2 separate regions of the Mus musculus genome follow, and region 1 is linked to region 2. The links are chromatin contacts, called in public Hi-C maps. All regions are on one chromosome and are shown on one strand. Each heading gives the region's core, a stretch centred on a gene start, on an enhancer-like site or on the middle of the called end of the contact. The rest is flanking DNA. Distances are from core to core; before and after follow the strand shown.

The links. Hi-C and Micro-C count contacts between places; a contact is called where the count stands out from the background.
Region 1: a Hi-C map of cortical neurons shows a contact between it and region 2, with 3 times the contacts expected there. The contact joins the enhancer-like site here to the promoter of Slc39a10 in region 2. A contact is called at or near these places in 4 of 484 Hi-C or Micro-C datasets (cortical neurons, embryonic fibroblasts and embryonic stem cells) and 1 of 115 datasets of contacts at active chromatin or transcription factors (embryonic stem cells).

Annotation. Positions count from the first base shown.
Region 1 is chr1:47,046,397-47,053,214 of GRCm38.p6, reverse strand. No RefSeq gene overlaps it. Among named protein-coding and RNA genes, the nearest start is that of Slc39a10, 200 kb to the right of the region's middle. Within about 2 kb of position 1,929, at least 8 of the 459 cell types and tissues checked have an H3K27ac peak or open chromatin away from gene starts, as enhancers often do. A contact at or near this core is called in cortical neurons, where this site is marked.
Region 2 is chr1:46,851,266-46,858,025 of GRCm38.p6, reverse strand. It overlaps Slc39a10 (solute carrier family 39 (zinc transporter), member 10), which reads left to right and starts at 4,408. Exons shown (of 10, transcript NM_172653.3): 1 at 4,408-4,555.

The sequences.
Region 1 (6,818 bases), core at 680-3,179, 200 kb before region 2:
ACACTAATGTGATTGTATCATAATTGGCTCCTTGGTATTCTTTTGGGGTTCATGAATGCTTCTAGGCACAACAGGTTATGTTGTTGTTCAAATTATTCTAGTCGCAGCCTTTGATTTTGGACATCCTTAAATTTGGTTCATAATTCTCTTCTTTTTCAACGCCAGCAAAACCTGATTAAGTTCTTTGCAAAATGCATCATCCTGACTCTGATTCCATCATACCTGTGCATTCATAATAAGGCTCATGAATACATTGGACCTACACAGATAATTTAGATAAGCTCGGTATCCTAGGGTCAAGTGATAAGAAACCTGAATGCATCTGAAATTTCTTCTTGACATTAACTTTGCATACTCAAGCTCCTGAGGTTAGACCATGTATGTGCATCATTCTGCTCAGAACACTTGTATCTCTGATTATAATTCTACATCTCAGCGCTAATCCTAATCTCTGTCCCCTATTTCTGCTTCTTTCTCTGACTATGTAAAGCCTCGCTCTCATTCTATGTGATTATTACTTAATATTACTTTCTAAAAACCCCATTAAATTGTTTCCAGTATTCATACTCTGTGAGAAACAAATTTAATAGACATAGTATAGTATCCATACCCATTTGTTTTGTTTAATCTCACAGTATTAAACAAAAGTCATGTTTCACGTGCTGGTTTTTCCTTTCCGATGTCCTCTGTTAACTTGTAGAAGAGTAAAACACACAATTAACTCTGTTCCTCTATTGGGGGCTTCCTTACATCAAGGTTGCTTTTAAATGCTTTGTTTGAATTTCCTTGTAAACATACAAGAATATCCATCATATCCTATGTGATTAATATTTTTTGTTGATAAAGACAAGACCAGTGCTCAAAAGCAGCTCAATAAATATTCCTTTACTATAGAGATTTCATAGTCATAGACAGTAGGCCAAATACATCCAATAATCCTATTTTAAGTAATATTTTCCAGTATTCAGCAAGTATCTGTTTTTAATTTCAAAAACTACTTACAAAAACACTAATAATTATTGCCCCACATCCAAAAATTGAAAGGACAGGATTAGAAAGGACAGGATTAGAACACTAAACTCACATTTGCAGATGGCAGTGACTGGGGAGAACTAAGAAGTGACTCCATGCCTGAGAACTCTTCAAACTGACTTCTTTGCTGCTTCCTGGCCCCTCCCACTTTTTTCACATTCATTCATCGTGAGACATGGTGGATGATCTGAGGGAAATGCAACTGAGTAACAAGTTCAGGTTAGATTAACATAGTAAAACTATAGAACCACCTATTGATTATTTTAGGTATAGAAAAATTTTCAAAGTACATTCTGGACAAAACATCATTACAAGATCTTCATGAAGGGAGTAAATTTCTCCTGTTTTACTAAAGAGACAAAGGAGACCCCAAAAAGTTAACTTAATGAAGAATGACAATTTGATCAGGGATTCACAGTCCTTAAGGATGCCAGATGGTAAAAACAGATTGGATAACAACATCTAGGTGATTAGAAAAGTCTGCACAGAGAAAAATCACAGAAAAGCTGGAAAAGATTTTTAAGAGAAGAAAACTTTCAGAATAGTAAGATATACAATAAGGAAAAGAGAATAGAAGGATAAGAAAGTAGTTAAAAGAACAGCTGGTAACGAGAGAGAGCAAAGCCCTAACCTGAAACTATCAGACACCGAGCAAAACGCCAAGAGGGTAAAGGAAGCTGCAGAAGCAATAAGACCCCAGGCAGCCTTTGTAGAGTGAGGACTGTCCACACATGGTTCCTAACCCAAATCTAAGTGCTCATTAGATAGACAGGGAACCTTCTGCTTCACCACAGTGGATTAAATCAACTGCACATAACTGGTGTACTTAGTCATCCTGCTTCTAGTGTGGGCTGTCTAAAATAAAGCCTTGAGAATGTGGGTGGATGTTAATTACTCTTGTTGAACTCATACTCCTCAGTCATTTCTTTGAACATATTCCCTTCTTGTTCCTAACTGGCAATCAGGCCTGCTATGGTAACCTGAACCTGCTCTGAGTTACTCTGTGATGCCAGGGATTGCTCCTTTTTATTATAGAACAACAGTTTTGACCTGACTCACTCTACTTTGAACAGAGGAATGACTGAATAACTTATGCAAGTCCCATTGGTCAACACTCTATGAGTTACAAATTGATAAATAATCCTTTAATGCCAATAAATATCTATATCATGGATATCAAATCAAATTAGAAACATCAGACACTTGATCTTATCAATCATGACTTGGATAACACTCTCCCATCTGAGACTGGAAAAGAAAGACACATGACAGGCATGCAGATCTGTCTCTAGGTTAGTTGCCATGAGCCTCTTTTGGAAAGCTATTTCCACGAAGAACATTTACCTGTGTCCCTTGTTTCATGTGAAGTTTCTTCCACTCATGACATTCAGTCCACTTCAAGACACCTCAAAAAAGCTTTTCCACCCAGACTGAGCTACATATCTCTGCTTTGTATTCCAAACAACTCCTTGCCTACAGCTTATAAAACTTCTCATCAAAACTCCTACAGAACTTCCCCCTTGTGCCTGTATGAGCCATCTCCTCCCACATTCAGAACAGCTTCTATCATGCAAAAGTCTCTTTAACCTTTTCTTAGCAATTCAGTAACATGTACATGTGTGTTGCTGACTGGCTGACTAGCTGGCTGGCTGGCTGGCTGGCTGGCTGGCTGGCTGGCTGGCTGGCTGGGAGATAGATAGATAGATAGATAGATAGATAGATAGATAGATAGATAGATAGAGTGGCATGGTATGTGAGAGCTAACATTGGCAATTAAGATTGGAATGAAAACCTGCGATTAGAAATGGTCATACGAAATCAACAGGACCTGTTGAACTATATGTAACAAGATTGACATGTTATTCAAAAGTTCTGATATGGGAAGACAAAATCACTTCCATCTATGTTCCTAGTTCACTGTGTTTACAGCATCAATCTGCTTGGCTCCAGGTTGGGATTTCTGACTACTTTTATCATTGTTATTTTGCCTCGTGCTTCTTGTTCTGATGGTAAGTGCTTAACAAGCATTCAAGAAACAAATGTACTGGAAACGGTGGGGCAGGAAGAGAAAAGGAGAAAAAAAATAAAAAGTAATAAATTTCCCAATTGGGAATATCTGCTAATCTTGTTGTCTAAATATCCCATCCATGGTGAATCTCAAGCTACATTCATAGTGTCATGAAAATAGAAAGAGATGTGACATAAAATACTAATTTATAGGGTATCCACATAGCATAAATATCCACGAAATTTCTACAATAAAGATAATAAAATGTACAGAAATAAGTATGATTCCATGTGAAGTGCTTGTTATTTTGTTTTTTGTTTTTTGTTTGTTTGTTTTGTTTGTTTTTTGTTTTGGGGTTTTTTTTTTTTGGGGGGGGGGGTCGAGACAGGGTTTCTCTGTATAGCCCTGGCTGTCCTGGAACTCACTTTGTAGACCAGGCTGGCCTCCAACTCAGAAATCCCCCTGCCTCTGCCTCCCGAGTGCTGGGATTAAAGGTGTGTGCCACCATGCTCAGCTTACTTTGTTTTTAATGCAATGTATTAAATCACAAAATGATATCATTTAATTTTTCATAATTTCTGAGTTCAATACCCACCTAATAAAATATCTGGAAACTTAGCAATTGGTCTCTGTGAGCCAGGATTTCGCCAACTATTATTACATTTCAAAATTCTAGATAACATGAGATATTTCAGTGGGCTAGAAATTTTATTCAAGTTTTTATAAGTACATTTATTTTTTGAATCTGAGATACCTATTCTTTAAAAATGTCATTTAAAAGGAGAAAACTGTTTGGGTTTCACTTTTTTATCTTATTTTCCTGTTTTTTGTTTCTTTGTTTGTTTGTTTGCTGTTTTGAGAGAAAGTTTCATTTAGCCCAGGTTGGCTTCAAATTAGCTCTATACCTAAAGCTACCTTTGAATTTCCAATCCTCCTTCCTCTACTTCCTAAGAGCCAGGACTGCAAGACTGCATGACCATACCACCTAAAAGATTTAATCTTTGTGTTGTCTCCCCCATAAATTGTTCCATTTCTTTCCAAAGCTTTTCCAGGTTTTGCAAAGCAGCAGCCAGTTTCTTAGACGCCAATGGAGTCAACCCAGATGGCTATAGTCTGTGCCCACATAAAATCCACGTAGCTAGCTAGCGCTCTCTCTCTCTCTCTCTCTCTCTCTCTCTCTCTCTCTCTCTCTCTCTCTCTCTCTCTCTCCTCTCTCTCTCTCTCTCTCTCTCTCTCCTCTCTCTCCTCTCTCTCTCTCTCTCTCTCTCTCTCTCTCATCTCTCTCTCTCTTCTCCCTCCTCCTCCTCCTCCTCCTCCTCCTCCTCCTCCTCCTCCTCCTCCCTCCCTCCCTCCCTCCCTCCTTCCCTGTGCCACTGTTGGACACTGAAGTCCTTTCTCTGGGTGAAGTAGGGGTGAAGAGTCTTCATTCTCTGAAGGTGTACTGAAATCAAGTGAAATCGACAAATCAGTTGGAGAGAAATTGTACATGCTTATTACACTCATGCACACAGTCACAGAACACTAGTACACACTAGCTTAATATGACTTTAAAAGTCATGCATATTATTCACTGTGTTGGGGACTGAGGAATCATGGCTGATTCTTTGTTTTGTTTTGTTTTTTTATGAAACTCAGTAGGCTTAGAAATACACAATGGCCTAGAACAAAGTCTGTTGAGTGTGACACCCAACCCACAATAATTCTAAGTGAGTTTCTAGGGGACTGAAATAGAGGACAGTGGTGTGACAAATGTCTGTGAGGTGCCCTGACACATTTCACTCTTTCTCCTGTGTTGGGAAGGTAAGGAAAGCTCATGGAAGGGATGAGGAGGAGTCGTGCCATGTCTTCTTCACTGAGACAGGTGAGTAAATTCACAGAGCCTCGCCTCGAGCTTAGGTGGAGAACAAGAAGCAAAACAAAGGTAGAGGAAGTTTCGATTGATTAGAAAGGCTGTACATTTCTTTGAGACAAAATTGGTCAGAGCAAAGGAGATCATATTTTTGGAGTATTATGTCTCAGGGCCCAACACGAATGTTTTATGACCTAGTCTTGGAAAATCTGATTAAACACCTTTTCACCTCAAAAAGGTCACTGAAGCCACATCCGTGAGTCCCTCCAGGTCTGCTTAGTGAACATGGATGGAAACATGAACATTATACCACCACAACTCCCTCAACACTGTTGGTAGCTCAGCAGGTCAGCTCTCCTCACTCAGCAACTGTTACTGCTTATAGAACTTGCAGTGACTGTATGTAGAGCTGGGGGAGGGGCACTGTGGACCTTCATGTACCTGATGACTTTTGCTTTATTCCCTGCGTCTTAGCAGCTTCCCTGCGCTATGGAGTGTTTCCATCTGGAGGAAACTGCTGAGCAGCAACTGCCTTCAGCATCATCTGCTACCTCCCATCAGCACCCTCACACCACACCAGCCAGCTCAATGACCTTTCACCAGAAGTACTGGCGGGTGAGCACAGGAGCAGATTCCTAACCTCCCTGACTTCCTCACTTTCCTTTCCTTCTTCCTATTCCAATCTCAAGGTTATTAACTTACAACTGATGAACCAGCCTCCCACCATCTTAGGCTTTAAAAACCATCTTACAGAAAAGACAGACTAGGTCCACTCCCATTTATGATTAAACCTCTCTTTCTCAAGGATTGGGCAATGCCCACCTTAACTACAAATGTTCTGTACTGGCTATTCTGGGAAATGACAATCATGTCTTTGTTTCAGAAAGTTATAACTGTATTGAAACCTTTCCTTTGTTTGAAAAGGTTGTTATGACTACCTGTTGTGATGACTATCTTATGACCACCTTGCAATCATGTCTTTATTACAGAAGGTCATTGTGACTATGGTTCTGTTCTGTTCCTTCAATTCCACCTATTTTGCCACCAAATCCTACATTTGGAAACTCCCTACCCCTGAGCTATAAAAGCCATGTGTTCCTCATGTCCAATGCTGACCTCTCAAACCCCTTAAGGGGAGACAGCCCATGGACACAAATTAAAAGGCTTGCTTTAGTTAATTGTTTGCTTTAATTAATTTAGCCATGATGATTTTGTTCAGTGGTCCTTCCTATGCCTTGTCATGTCCTTCCGTAGAGATAAAAGGGATTCAACCATTACCTTAGAAGGAATTACTATAATAATAAGGTAGAGTATCAATTTTAAGAAAACAATAAATTGTTTTCTATTTAAAACATTCTCCCTTGCCAGTGATGCCTTTAATAAACCCTCCTAGAAGTAAAAGAAGAAGAAGAAAGTAAAAATAGGTCCTGTATGAATTTTATTCTACTTCTCCATTCCTCTTCTTCTATAGCAAAAGGAGTCCTCTTTTCTTTGTAGTAGAGGTATGGCTGAGAAAAGATGAGCTTAACAAGAACAGTGTCCAGATAGCACAGTTTCTCTTTGATGACTGTATTTCCAAGCCACATACTTCTGGTACATGTTGCTCTGGACTGTGTTTTAGAGCCATGAATATCTGCATTTCAGTAACCTGTTGTGCTATCCCCAGGTACCTGATCTCTCTCAGTTACTTATCTCTATATAGATGACAGGTCAGGCTCCATCCTAACTCTCTCTTTGGAAACTTTTCATTCATTTGAAAGGAAGTAAAGAGAGGTAGCTTGAAAGTTCCTGCTGCCCCCAGGCTTTGTCCTGGTCTCTTGGGTGAATTCATTTCTTCCTTCATTTTCTAAATGTTTCCTCTAGGCAAGGCATTTGGGTTGTCACTGGGAAGACAAAGAGGACTGCCCATCAGTTGAGTACCATCGATAG
Region 2 (6,760 bases), core at 3,159-5,658:
CGTGTGTGGCAAGCACCTTTTGGGCTAAGCTGTCTCCCCAGCTTCTGGCACAGTCTTGCTATTAGAGGCAGAAGTATGAGTACCATCTCAGGAGTCAGACACCTAGGGCTGGGATCCTGGTTCTGCCATCTTGGGATTTCAATGAAATGGACAGGCACCATGATATCCACTCTACAGGGTTATAGTAGGAATGAATTGTATTTAAAACATTGAAATGTTACCTGACACTTTTTAAACCACGCATATTCATGTGCTTAGGGTGGGAAGGCAGACTATGAAATATGACTGCTTGGAGAAATGATGTCCTTATCCTTATAATTAGAATGAAACTTGAGTATGAAATCATCAGATGCCATGGGTGAGATCATCCACAAACAAGCAAGCTAGCCAGGCACTGTGAGTCCTCCACTACTGGGCATTGCCAGATGGGTTCTCCATAATCATGGGAAATTACCTAAAACTTCTCCCAACCTGTGTGATGAAAAGAAGTGCTGATTTATGCATGTCCATAAAGAAAAAAAAAAGCAGCCTTAAATAAATAAAGCATGTTACTTCACTTAGAAGAAAAACTAATGCAAGAGAAATTCAGAAATTACTATGTCACTTTGAAAAAAAATTGCTTTGCTTACTTCATGTGTATGAATGTTTTGCCTGAATGCACATATGTGTACTGTGTGTGTGTGTGCTTGGTTCCTGTGGAGGTCAGAAAAGGGCATTGGCTCCCTGGAACTACAGCTCTGGATGTTTGTGACCGAAGGCATAGGTGCTAACAACTGAACAAGGTCTTCTAGAAGTTTAACAAATAACAAATGAACTTTAACTCATGTTAGTCATTTCAACACTTCATCTATCGCTTTCCCCAAAATGAACAATGTTGTTGAGTATTTTGACAAATGAAAGTAGGCAATATTTGCTAAGTATATCTTGGCTCAAGTGATAGACTTGCTTGTTTCTGTAGATGTTAGTTATGAAATGGTTCTCATTATTACCAGAAAGCTTTGGGCAAGATCTGAAACTTGTTTTCCTGTGATGACATTTTAAAAAATGAATCTTTAACAAGTGTTTGTTTCAACTAACTCAATAAACTTTTAAGATATTTAATGGTAACTCATGGTTAATTGTTCTCATGTTGGTAATTTCCCTTAAACTGAAGTGTAATAATCATAAATACATTTAAGATTTGCGATATTAATGATAATTTTTGCTGCTTTTGTTTCTGATTCCTTTGGACTAGGAGCTGAGTTATTGAAAGTCAAGTTAGCTTGTGCAGCTGGAAGTTTAAAAGATCTAAACTGGCCACCTGGTGGCAGCTGGGTCCTGTGTCTTCTGCAGGGGGTCACCAGACCTGTTTTTCTTCATTTTAATACTCTTGAGTGGGAAATGCCGCCTGAGAGCAAGAAAGAGAAGTGGGCTATTTGTTTATCTTTGTCCTGCACCCTTCCACCCTTCCAGCCTTAGAATCTAAGCACATTTGCTGCTTTGTTGGAACGTCTTTTTCACAAAACGCCTGAAAAACTATATATACTCCATGAGCAGCATAAATAAATAATAGAATAATAAGGCCCAGCACTGAAGAGCTAGCAGGGGTGAGTGAGTATGCAGAATAGGGTGGGGTAGGGAAGCTTCCTGATGCCACAGGGGTAAATGTCTTGGCTTTAGTTTACTCTTCTGAGTGAACCTCCTCTTTCTCATGAATTGGATCATCTTACTCTGAAGGGCATGTTGACGTGAATCTGAGGTAGCTCTACATCTTCTCTGCTTTGGCACCTGCCTCAGCAACCCTCAGAGGAAAGCCCTTCTCCTAGCAGTGCCTAGACCAGGGTGCAGCTATTTTAATGGAAGAGTCAGCTTCACAAAGGATGCTGAACTAAGTTTTTCACTCCCAGGTATGGAATACCACCGAGTCTCTAGAAATGATAACTGTTCAACTTAAAGCCTACATTCAGACCCTTGCTTACAGGAGCCTGACACCTTCCTTTCCCAGGTTTTAAATACCTGTTCTGGTGCTCAGTCCCTTGTATTTCACTCCATTTAATCTTCCTTCTTCTCTTAATGACTTTTCTAGGATGATCCAAATCTATTTGGTCATGTGAGAATCCGTGTTTAGATTCAAGTGTATTAAGGAGATTTTTTTTTTTTAGAAATCATTTATTATTACTAATCTTGATTCATGAAAAGAACAACTGGGTTTGAAAGGTCTGATTTCTTAGAATCTCTCCTGCCCTTTGTAGATTTCATTACCACCATAACTGTGTTGTGGATGGTGAGCACTTTCTCAAAATTAGAAGGGAAGCTGGGCCTCTGTCCTGGGCTTCCTTTAGTGACAGTTAAAGTTCAAGGTGGGGTGTGATTTGTATGCCCATTGTTATATTTGGCTCTTTCCTAATCCTTGGAAGAACTAAAAGATTCATTGGATTCACTATATTGCCTCATAGAAGTAAAACGGTTACCTTTAAATTTCAGATACAGATACATGAAATAATACCGTGACTGAAGCTTTTAGCACTTTAGTTGCCACAATCTGAAATTCTCGAAAATCTTGAAAGGACTGTGAGAGATTGAGGAGTATGGAGGAATCCCATTAACAGCTGTAGCTACTAACTGCTCTCCATGGTCATACTTCAGTGTTTAACCAAGTATTTAGATGTACCTGTGCAAACCAGGTGAACATTGGTTTTGTAAACAAATAGCCCCAAATCACTGCTCGAAACTTGACTCAAGGGCTCTAACTTATTTGAAAAATGTTTATAAATATATATATATATATATATATATATATATATATATATATATATATATATATTGACAATGTGTTTAATCAAATAATTAGAAGCCTTAAAATACCATGGCAAATTGGATATTTTAATGCTTTGTACCCAAAGGATCTACTGGTAAACTCTATACAACTTAAGTCATTACTTTTTGTGTAATCCCCAGCTTAATTCATGGGTCTGAGGACTGTGGTCACTCTGCTATCTTCTTCCACTAATGTTGAGGCCTGAGGACTTATCAGAATGTCTTCCTTTGACAGCAGAGAAAGAGGAGTAGAAGAAGCTCACTGTGGTTTTAGCCACTCATTAAGCACTCGAAAGATGTTCCGTGTACAGGTAGAAAACAAAAGGCAAAACAGCTTCTTTCATGGAGTTCAAGTCAGCGAGACAGGCCACGTAGCCATACCGAATAGGTTTGGCTTTCTATGCCCCTCCTCGGTTCTCTCAGGCAAGTTACTTATTTCCTATGACTTTATTTCCTGGGTAGTCATTCTTCAGTCTGTTAGGAATATTAAATTAATACACACGCAAAGCATGCTGGAGGTACCTGATACATAAAGCTGGCAATTACTACTGCTCAGAGTTATATGCACTCTGTTCATCCATAAAGCAAGGCCAGAATTCACTTTCACTAGTAAATACGCTCAGCTTGAATACAGAAACACAGGCATCTGGGCAGAATACAAATAAGCCTAGACATGAATTAAGAGTCAGGAAGCAGAGTAATGAATAATGAAGCAAAGAGTTTGCCGAGCCTCCTTTTAAGAAAATTGTGGGTTGTTAGTTGCTTAAGAGGGGAGGAGGCCATTGAGAATGGCGGTGTGAGCAAAGGGATCCAAGAACAGGCAGGATATAAGCATGAATGCACCGGTGTTGCTGGGCGGATGGGGGGGGGGGGGCTTGCCTTTGGGTGTAAAACTGTTCCAGTAAGAGAAGGTGGTGGGAAGTCCTTGGATGGGTACCCAAAGCTACCAGAACTACGTGACATTTTTAAACTCAACTCCTTTCTGTTTGGGAAGTCCCACTGTAAGTGCTCTTTAAATGGGGGTGCGGTGGGGGGAGTTATGCAAAACACTTTGCACATAGCACTAAAGTTTAGTTTTGCCCAGAGACTGGCACGGTCGCTGGGACAGAGGGGGCGGAGTTAATTTAATATAGATGTCTAACCCGTGTACAGATCAGCAATCCTAATTGATCACTCCGAAACTTCGGCCTAGGACGCTCGTTCTCCAGGCTTCTACGTCTCATCCGCTAGCCCAAGGCCTCAGCAACCGACGTGCGAGGCCAGGCGAGGCGACCAAGGCCGTTCCACGCATGCGTTAAAAGCCGCCCCAACTCCCCCCAATCCCCGAGGAGTCCTTTCTCAGAACAAAACTAGCGCGGAGCTACAGAGCTCCGCAATTTGCGTAGATCTAATTTCTTCCAGTTGCCGCCAGTCGGTGTAGCTCCCGCCGGTGCCGCCGCTCTCCTACGCCAGGCGCGTCCGCGAAGTGAATGGCTGAACGCTGCCGGTGCGCCGCCGGCGTAGCGCCGATCAGGCCGAGGTGCGGCTGCGCAGGGCGCCCGAGCGGGCCGGGTGCGCCGCCGGCGTAGCGCTGAGGCGGCCAGGGTGCGGCTGCGCAGGGAGCCGGAGCAGGCTGAGTGCGCCGTCGGCGTAGAGCGCCGGCTCTCGCGCTAGGCTCCGCGACGCAGATAGCGCAGGCGGCTTTGGAGAATACACGACTGGGTGCAGCCGGGGTTTGGTACCGAGCGGAGAGGAGATGCACACGGCACTCGAGTGTGAGGTAACTATAAAACCCCGATTTGTTTACATTCCCTCCCCCAGAACCGGCCCCGTGCGCGGCGGAGCCTGGGAGTCCCGGGACGGCTGGGGAGGCTGGGCGGCCGGGTTGGGGCTGGCACCGGGGCCTCTGGGTTGGGACGCGTGTGTTCGCAGCTGCTGCAGGCGGTGGCGGCGAGCAGGAGAGCGGCGCGTGAGGCTGGGGCCAGCCGAGTGTGCCGCGTCGGCGGTGGGGGACCCGCGCCCCACGGCCTGCTGCGGGGCCGCGGAGCGGGCAGCGCCGGTTGAGGGCTGCGCGGGCTTCCCGCGGCCGCCGTACGGGGGACCCGGGACCCGAGGCAGGTCCCAGGGGCTCGTCTGCGGGGGGTAACGGACGGCGGCCGCTCAGCTCCGGGCCAACCGAAAAGGCTCGGTGGGGCGCGCGGGAACTGCGTGTGGCGCAGCCCACGGGTCCCGGAGCCGGGTTGTGGGGCGACCGTGGTGCGGCCGCGGGCTTTGTTCCCGGCCACCGGGGTGTAGGGTGGCGTGGGCGCGGTTGGGAGCGGAGGGAAGTGGCCGGCCCACCGCGGGGTCCGCATCCGCTCCACGCTTCGCTCCTCCCTTGGGGGGGGGGGGGTCTTCGGAACTCTCCAGCCTGGCGAGGCGTCGGGTGGCGTGACGTGGAAGGGCTTCCTGCGGCTTCTGAGAAGACGCGTTCACGTGGGAGCCTGTCCACATGGGCCGAGTTTAAGGAGCTGGGCACGTGGAAGAAATCTCACCGCAGGACGCCCCGCCACCGATTTGGAAGGGTCCTTCACCCCAGTGTCTGCTCCAAGTGACACAAAGCATGAGTTAAAAGACAGTACAACCCACCGTCTCCTAGAAACTTATTTATGTCTCCGTTAAGTGCGGTAACTAGCGGGTGACAGGTTTCTTGTATGTTTTCTTTTTGGATGTGTATCTAATGGTAATTAAGAAAAAGTAATACAAGAGCTGGAGGCTTAGAATTGTTAACAGTGCTATTGGGAAGCCTAAACAAAGCAGAACTTCTGTGTACAGAGTAATGTTAGGATTCCCGTAATCTACAAGTATTTGAGTACCTTGTGAGTCATTTCTCCTGGACCTTGGGAGTCCATCCCACACACCCCTCTTCCTATGTGCATTGGACATTACAGTAGGATGAAAGACACATCAGTGATAAAGTGATAAATGCTGTGAAGGAAATAAAATGTGCTGGTGGGCATTTTTAGCATTTGGTGTTTTCTAGAATAAGGGTCTTGGATTGTGACTATAGATTATTAAGGGTACATAAAGTTACATTGAAAGAGTTAATGGGAAACTATTTGGCTTTGATGGAGTAAGCCATACTTGAATAAAGCATTAAATATCAACGGTACTGGCCTGCCTAATAATGACTAACTTCAAACTAGCAAGAACTAAAAATTATACTTAAAGGATTTAAGTGTTTTGTATTACTGTAATTTTGGCCTGTATTCAGGAAGTTACATCCTCACCGAAAAGTAACTGAATTTCAGTGGTTTTAATCTCTCCCCAAATTGACAAAACTGAATTCTATCAACTAAGCGTGGTTAGGAACCCATGCGCAAGAATGAATGGTTTTGGTGCTACTTTAAAAGAGGTGGCAAAGACGATTTCTCAGGTGATACCTGAAGGCACAGATCTATAAACCCAGCTACTTTGGGAGCAGGGGTGGGAGGAGACTGAGGAAGGAAGCTGGCAAGTTAGAGTCCTGGAGCTTGTCTTAAAAGTTAAGTAAAAGAGCTGAGTGGTAGGAAACTTGCCCAGGGTTTGCACAAATCTACACTTAATTGTTAGTACTGCAAATAATGTATGCCTGTATGGATATGTATCATGAGCTATGCAGGTGAATACCCTTTATCTGAAATGTTCAGGACCAGAAGTGTTTTCAGCTTTTGTTTGTGAATTAGGAGATATTTGGATATATTAAATAATGGAGTGTTTCTTGGGCTAGGGCCCAATTCTGAACATAAATTGAACTTTTACTTTGTATAAGCCAGGGTACTTACACTGAAGGACATTTTACAACCTTTTTTCTAAAGTTAGAGTTTGCCTGAGACCTGTCCAGACAAAGTTGGAGCATGTTAGTTCCCAGAACATTGTAAATTCCGTAGCATTTCAGATTTCATTACAAGGTGCTACCTGGATTAGGTCTTCCTTTTACAGCCTCTAGTCCCCTGAGATAGCTTGT